Linked DNA regions of Mus musculus: region 1 is linked to region 2. The links are chromatin contacts, called in public Hi-C maps. All regions are on one chromosome and are shown on one strand. The core of a region is the stretch at or near the end of the contact, and the rest is flanking DNA. Distances in the headings are between cores, read along the strand shown.

Evidence for each region. A called contact is a pair of places that touch in the nucleus more often than the background predicts.
Region 1: a contact with region 2 is called in a Hi-C map of CD8 T cells, with 3 times the contacts expected there. The contact joins the promoter of Dpy19l1 here to the enhancer-like site in region 2. A contact is called at or near these places in 3 of 39 promoter capture datasets (embryonic stem cells, liver and stem cell-derived epiblast-like cells), 9 of 484 Hi-C or Micro-C datasets (CD4 T cells, CD8 T cells, brain and 4 more), 2 of 115 datasets of contacts at active chromatin or transcription factors (memory CD8 T cells and neural progenitor cells) and 1 of 9 other capture datasets (adipose tissue).

What each region holds. Positions count from the first base shown.
Region 1 is chr9:24,501,620-24,505,271 of GRCm38.p6, forward strand. It overlaps Dpy19l1 (dpy-19-like 1 (C. elegans)), which reads right to left and starts at 1,521. Exons shown (of 23, transcript NM_001359948.1): 1 at 1,220-1,521. The coding sequence starts at 1,511. It overlaps LOC115487153 (a long non-coding RNA gene), which reads right to left and starts at 914. Exons shown (of 2, transcript XR_003948106.1): 1 at 1-914.
Region 2 is chr9:24,329,675-24,333,640 of GRCm38.p6, forward strand. No RefSeq gene overlaps it. Among named protein-coding and RNA genes, the nearest start is that of Dpy19l1, 170 kb to the right of the region's middle. Within about 2 kb of position 2,232, at least 11 of the 459 cell types and tissues checked have an H3K27ac peak or open chromatin away from gene starts, as enhancers often do. A contact at or near this core is called in CD8 T cells and memory CD8 T cells, where this site is marked.

The DNA of each region.
Region 1 (3,652 bases), core at 271-2,770, 170 kb after region 2:
CATTTGCTTTTACATAGGAACTGATGCTGTAAAATGCTTTGGGTACAAACATGCATCACCCAAGGAGTTGGTATTGCTCTTCAGGACATCCCTGGGTAAGCAGGGCATGGGATAACTCCATATAACACAGAAGGAAGGCCCTCAAAGTGAGACTTAAACCAAAATCAAGCACTCTGCACCAGTGCTGAGTGCCTTCAACCTCAGCCACTGTACCACGCTGCCTCCCCAAGGTGGATTTAACCTGTACACTTGCCATGTTCTCAAGCTAGCTGCTGAAGGAGGGAATGATGAAAATAATGAATTTGCCAAATCTTGACCCAAGTATTTAAAAAAAAAAAATCCTAGTAACGATGCCAGCCTTCTTGAACCCACAAACACACAGCCATGACTGGCTTTCAATAACTATACAGCTGCAGAAGAGGCTGGCCCCACAGGAAGGCTGATTTTGCTGTATTGTCTGTCTAAACCCCAAACTTCAAGCACCCCAAACTCTTAGAGGTCATTAAGCAACAGGGAAAAGATAGTAAGAAAATATCACTACATAATTCAACAACTAAATCCCATCGTGGCAAAAATATCACAGAATCCTTATGAAGGGCTTGTTAAAATTAGGCCTATTAATCCAACTTCTATAAACTTGCCTTATCCGACAAAGTCACAGAAAACGAACCCAGAAGATAGTCCACACGTAAATGCCTCAACTTTATTTCTTCTAGGCACAAGTTACATCCCATCCATTTGGTGCATGGAAGAAGGTAAAGAGATGCCAGCAGGCAAGGTTAAAGCTTGGGCATCCAAAACACGACGCAGCCTGAAAAGTGACAGAACCACGAAGTGCCACCCTCAGTGTTTGCGGCCAAGAAGGGAAAAAGCACGCTAAAATTTAATTATAAGTTTGGCAACTTTCTAAGTCAGGAAACCTGGGTATTTCGAGCTCCAGGAATCGCTCGCATCACCAAGCAAACCATCCTCCGAAGTAGCGGCTGGGCCAGGGGTAAAGAGTGGACTGTGGATGCAGGCAGAATCCAGTCTCCTCGGCGCGGACCAGCCCGCCCGCGGCCAGCCGAGCAGCTGTTGATCTCGGGGCCATGTTTTTAAAAGCCCGGGCGGACCGCGGGGCAGAGGATGTGTGGAGCTGAGCCCCGGAAGGAGCGGGGAGGAGTAGGGAGGAGGCAGGAGCGTCCCGGGAAAAGTCAGAGAGGGCTGCTAACTGGCTCACCTAGCAGCAGCGTGCTCCAGGTCCGGCCGCGCCCGCGCCGCAGGCCCAGCGCCCAGTGCAGCCCGGCCGCCAGGCGGCCCGCGAGGCCGTCCGGGGCGGGCGCGGCGGTCCCTGCGCGGGGTCCCTTCCTGCCCGCCGCGCCCCTGCGCCCCGGCGACGGCGGCGTGCGCTCCGACCCCAGCTCCCCGGCGTCCACCTCGGATGCCCCGCTCAGTGGCGGCGGCGACGAGCGGGCCGACCGGGGCGGCCTGGGAGCCGCGTCCCGGTGCTTGCTCCGCGCCTGCAGGACCATCTTGGCATAGTCGCGCCCGCTAGCTGCGCGCGCCCGGACGGCGGCCGGGATCCGCGGACTGGCGGTCGCTCACTCTGGCCGGCGAGGGCGGGCCGGGAGGCGGGGACAGCGCGGGCCGTGTGGCCGCTGCCTACCGCGTGGCGGCCGAGAGGCGGCGCCGGACTCCCGCGCCTCCGCCGTTGCCGCTCTCGGGTTGCCAGGGCGACAACGGAACGCCGCGGGGCGGAGGCGGGGACAAACTGCGAGCGGCGCGGCCCCGCCCCTCCGGCGCGCGCGCCCGGGCGCGCTCCAGCGGCCAAGCGCGCACGCGCGGGCTACCAGCGGGGCGGGACCGGCGGCCAGGGGAGTAGCGTGGACGACCTCCCGGAAGCGGCAGTGCGCCCTCGGGAACCGGGGATCTGGCTGTGAGGCGGCGTGGCGCGGGGCGGGAACCTAGTGGCCACGGAACGGCGCCGTGGGTACACTCCGGGGTTTCTGTGCATTAGGCTTGTGCAAGAAACTAACGGGGTAAAAGTGTGACCTCGCCACTCAGAACAGCCAGGTTTCTGGTTCAAGGATGAGAAGCAGGGAGTGGACCGAGTATTCAAATAAGTGTCCGGTAGGTCGGAGCGAGGATGTAATCTGAAGGCCTGGGTAGGAACCCAAACTCAAGTCATAAATGAAAAGGGCCTGTCAGGGAAGGTTATCCACGTGTTACTTTTACCTCATGTATACTGAAAGTATGGAAACCGGCTAAAAGATGTGACACTTGAAAACGAATTTTCTCATAGCAGGATGTAGGAGTTAATGAAGAAGCCCAGGGAAAGAAAAAAGAAAAAAAAAAAAAAAGAATATGTTCCAAGTTAACCTTCCTTGCCTCCAGCCCATTGCTATTTGCACAAAGCCTTGGAGAATTGCAGCAGCGAGACTTATTTCTTGGCTCCTGTCCAAATGAGCTTGTTCCAAAAAGTCTGGATGCTGGAAATCAAGGCACATCGTTTCACTTTTCTCCACAGTAATTACAGGGGTTTCAGGAGGCTCTGGCTTCTATTGCTCACGACTTTATTAATATGAGCATTCATTAACTCAGGCACAAAGAATGGATTTTGTTAAAGGACTCACCGCTATATTACACTTTGTAAGTTTCCTGAGTTTGATTATTAAGTTATGTATTGAAAACAAGGAACAACTGTTTAAGACACCTCTATTTAAAAAAATGATTGACAGTGTCATACAGGGGCTTATATTGTGAAATAAGGTATCAGGTTGATAGAGTGTTATTTCTAGGGTTGATACTAAATTTATAACCTACCAGATTAAAAGAAATTTACTTCAGTGTCTGCCAAAGACAATAACAGTAATTTCATCACTAGCATACTTATTAATTAGAAGACACACGGAGCTACAGTATTGGATTGCTTGTCCCTGAGATGTGGGGCATGCTTCCCAATCAGTTTTTCCATGGAGTGTCACTGGTTATATCACCCACAATCCAGGGCAGTCCTTGGGCCCACCAGTAGTTGGCTAACACACAAAAAAACGAACTCTGTGGTTATGTTGTTTGTGGAGTTTTTGTTTTACTTTGACATTTTTGTTGTTGTTGTACTGATCTTTTGCTTGTTCCAGGTTTCATTTTTGTGCTTTTGAGTGGTATTTTAAAAAGATTTGGGAGGTAAGAAGTTGAATGATAGGGAGGTTCTGGGAAAAATTAGGGAGAGGAAAAATGATCAAAATATACTGTATGAGAAAAATTAAAAGTGTGTACAAAAAGAAAAAAGTTTCCTAGTGCTTTCTGGGCTCTGTGGGGGAAAACTTGTGGTGGGGGAGGGGCGACTGATTAATTGGTACAATTCTGTTAGATGATTTTCTTGTTCAGTAAATGAATGGATGAGTACAGGAAACAGCATAATCAAACATGATGTTCCTAGCTCTTGAACATTCTCCACATGACCTGAGTTTCTGGAAGAAACCAAATCTCTCTAGTAGTCATCTTTAGCTGCAGCTTTGACCCAAGCTCAGAACATGGCTGAAAATTTGCTCAGTTGACTTAGAAAAGGACTACTTATGGGTGGGGCAGACCCGGTAGATCTTAATTCCTCTCCTGTGATGCACCCTCAGGAAACCTCAAGTAAGGGAAGTGTGAACTGTGGGGGTAGGGGGAT
Region 2 (3,966 bases), core at 982-3,481:
TGGATTCACTGTAGTTGTACCAGACCTTCAAAGAACAAAAACACTCCGCAAACAATTTCACAAAATATAAAACAAACATTTTCAAATTCCTTTTATTAAATCTTTTTATAAAATTCCTTTCATCAAACTGATACCAAAACCAAGATCCAACAAGTAAATAAAATTAGAGTGTAGTAGTTCTAGTTAGCATAGCTGCAAAAGTATAAATAAAATAGTTACAAGCCATATTCAAAGAAACATAAAAAATATCATATATCACAATCAAGCCAGCTTCATCTCAGACATGCAAGGATCATTCAAAGTATGTAACACAAAAGTTGTAAAGCACTGCAAAAATAGACCAGGACAGTCTATTTATGAAACTACACAATCATTCTATTAATCTCATTATATGTACAGAAGTCTTTTAGAAAAATCCAACATCCACTCATGATAAAAGTCCTGGAGAATTTAGGGAAATAGGGGACATATCCCAACATCATAAAGACAATATACAGGAAGCCCACTGTCAACACCAACATAAATCAAAAAAAAAAAAAAACTTGAAGCATTTGCACTAAAATAAGACTTAAAATAAAGATGTTCAGCATAGTGTCCCAAGTCTTACATAGAGCAATAAGAGAAGAAGGTAAAGAAGTTAAAGGGCTACCCACATCAAAGGGAGAAATCCAAATATCTTTATTTGCATATGATATGTTTGTATACATAAAAAAACCCTGGAGACTCCACTAGAAATCTAATCCATATAACTAATAAATACAACTAGCAAAGTAGCAGGATATAGAATTAACAGAAAAACAGTAGCCTTCATATACACTATAAAGAAAGGAAAATCACAATGGGAAAGAAATGGAAGAAACATTCACAAGTGCCTCAGAAAAAGAAGAAAAAACAGCTTAGAGAAAAGAGATTTTCTCTAGGAAAGAGAAAAGGGAGAGAAAGCCTTGCACAGTGAAAACCTTAATACCCTGAAAAATAAGGTGAAGAAGACATCATGAAATGATGGAAAGAACCCTTGCTCATGGATCAGTAGGTAGAATGGTCATTCTACCAAGAGAATATACAAGTTCAATGCAATCCCTATCAAAATGCCAGTACAATATTTCATAGAAGGTAAAAAATAATCTTAAATTTTATATGGAAATATGAAATACTAGACAATCCAGAAAAATACTAAACAATTTTTAAGAAGAATAATTAGATGTGTCAAGAACCTTTCCAGATTTCAAATTATAATATAGAGTTCTTGTAATAAAAACAGCATGGTACTGGCATAAAACCAGACTCATTGATTAATAGAGTAGAAGTGAGACCACACACATAAGCCCACACTTCCATAGTCACCTGACTTTTTTACAAAGTGGTCACTAATACACATTTGAAGAAAGACTTCTTCAACAAATTGTGCTAGTCAAACTGGATTGCTACATATGAAAGAATGAAACCACATTCTTATTTCTCACCCTACATAAAATTCTATCCCAAATGGACCAAGGCATATTCTATATGACAGAAAATACCCTGAATCTTATTAAAATAAAGAAAAAAGAAGAGAAGAGAAGAGAAGAGGAGAGGAGAGGAGAGGAGAGGAGAGGAGAGGAGAGGAGAGGAGAGGAGAGGAGAGGAGAGGAGAGAAGAGAAGAGAAGAGAAGAGAAGAGAAGAGAAGAGAAGAGAAGAGAAGAGAAGAGATGAAAACGTACTAGAGAATAAACTTAAATTCATTGACACAAGAAAGGACTTTCTATGGGACCCAGGTGGTATAAGCATAAAGACCAACAATCATGAAATTAGAAAACTTCTGTACAAGAAAGGACACCATTATTTCAGGAAAGAGGCAGACTATCAGATGGGAAAAAGTCTTTACCAACTGTACATCTGACATAGTGTTATCTAAAATATACAAAGAATTTAACTCTAAACATCAAAAACAAGCAACCCATTTAAAAATTAGGGCATAAAACTAAACAGAGTCCTCAAAATGAATATAAATAAACGAGAAACTTTTTTTATACCCAACATCTTTCACCATCAGAGAAATGCAAATTAAAACTACTTTGAGATTTCACCTTACCCTGTTCAAATTGGATAGATCAAAAAAACTAAGTGGCAAGAGATACTGGTCTGAGTGTGGGGGAAGGGAAATGTTTTTTCACTGATGGTGGGTGTGCCAACTAGTACAGCCAGGAAACCAGTGCCAGCAGGAAATCAGTGTTGAGGTTTCTTCAAAAGCTGTAGACATACCACATAACGCAGTTATGCTCTTGGGCTCTTTATCCTGTTATAGAGATGCCTGCTCACTCATATTCACTGCTTCTCTATTCACTACCAGGAGAAAATGGAAATAACTCAGTTTCCATCAATGTACAAATGGATGAAAATGTGCTACCTTTACACAATAGATATGATTTAGCTCTCAAAAAATGAAATTATGAAATTCACAGGTGAATGGATAAAACTGAATATAGCGAATAATAATTCTGAGAGAGGCAACCCAAAACAAAAGGGTAAACATTGCATATTGCTTGTTTTCTCTCATTTGTGGATGTTAGCTATGAATCTCCAGACATATGTCTTTCATTTAAAATACATGCAGAGGCCTAGAAATTTTTTAAATGTCATGATTTTCAAAGGAAGGAAGACAGGACACAGTGGCCTAAAAAGTTAAAGGGAGCAACAAAATGGGAAGGGTTAAATTGGGGTAGGCAGGGTGAAGCATGGGCTATGGAAAGCAATAACTATCAAAACCAAACCAAACAAACAAACAAAAAACTTTTAAAAATTTTGTGGAGGGTCTGCTGCAGCCAGAAGAAAGACACCCAAGCTCCTCCCCACAGGGGTAACCTCAATGGGTGAATGTGTGAAGGATAGATGGGAAAGATGGAGTATGTGGTAGAGAAATGGAAGAGAAAGAGAAGCTGGGGGTTCATATACTGAAGAAAAGTGGAACAGGGGACTCTACAGTTGTGAGAAACAAGCAAATGTGAGGAGGCCATGGTGAGGTCCTGGCCTGAGCTGTCTCCAAGGACCATGTCTGGTTCCATGGTCCTGCTGCAGCTGGGATCTGTGTCAATGTCTGTGGCCCAAACTACCACCAAAGGCCAAGGACATGTCCATGGTCTGGACTGCCACCAAAGACCTTGTGGATGTCTGAGAACCAGGCTACTGCAGAGGGGGACAAGGTGCTGACCTGATTCACCTGCTCTGTCACCTGAGGCCATGAGGACATCAGACCCATGCTGCTGTGTCTGTGGTCCTATGGCAGCTGGAGTCTGTGTTGATGTCCCATGCCCATGTTACCAGCAAAGGCCATGCAGATGTTTCTGGTCTGGAATGCTGCTCGAGGCACTGTACTGAGCAACCCCACCTCCCACCTGCCCCCACACTCTGGAGAACTGTCCCTGTCCCTCACTGGCAGCATCATTTGGAAAAATAAACACTGCACCTTACCTGGGAAGCAAAGTACAGGTAGTCCTGGTAGCAAAGGCAAGGGTGAGACAATGCCGGTACTAGGGTTGTTGTTAGTGAGGTTCCATAGACTTCTGAACATTACAGGATATTACCATTCCCTTAGATACCTTCCAGAACTTGCTGGTAAGACCCTATTGCTGAAGACAACTCATACTTGAGTCACAGAACATAAAGAGACAAAGCTGGTACTGACCTGGAAGCTTCGTTTCTCCTGGCTGGTTTTCATAATGCTGGGTGGTGCTATGGATGGTACCACAGGGGGAAACTCATCATCACGCCTACTCAGCTATGAATTCTGCAAGCTAGTGTACTGAATGGCCTGGCCAGACATGTCCACTGGAACAACATAGCACAAAGTCACAAGAGTACAAAGTACATCTACTTTCTGGTTGGGTTTAAAGCCCACTTCATAGATTAGAACTCATACTTTGGCACTGATTTTTAGGCTAATAGCTTATAGCTAGGCAATTCACAGAACCTAGAAGAGAACCTACAAT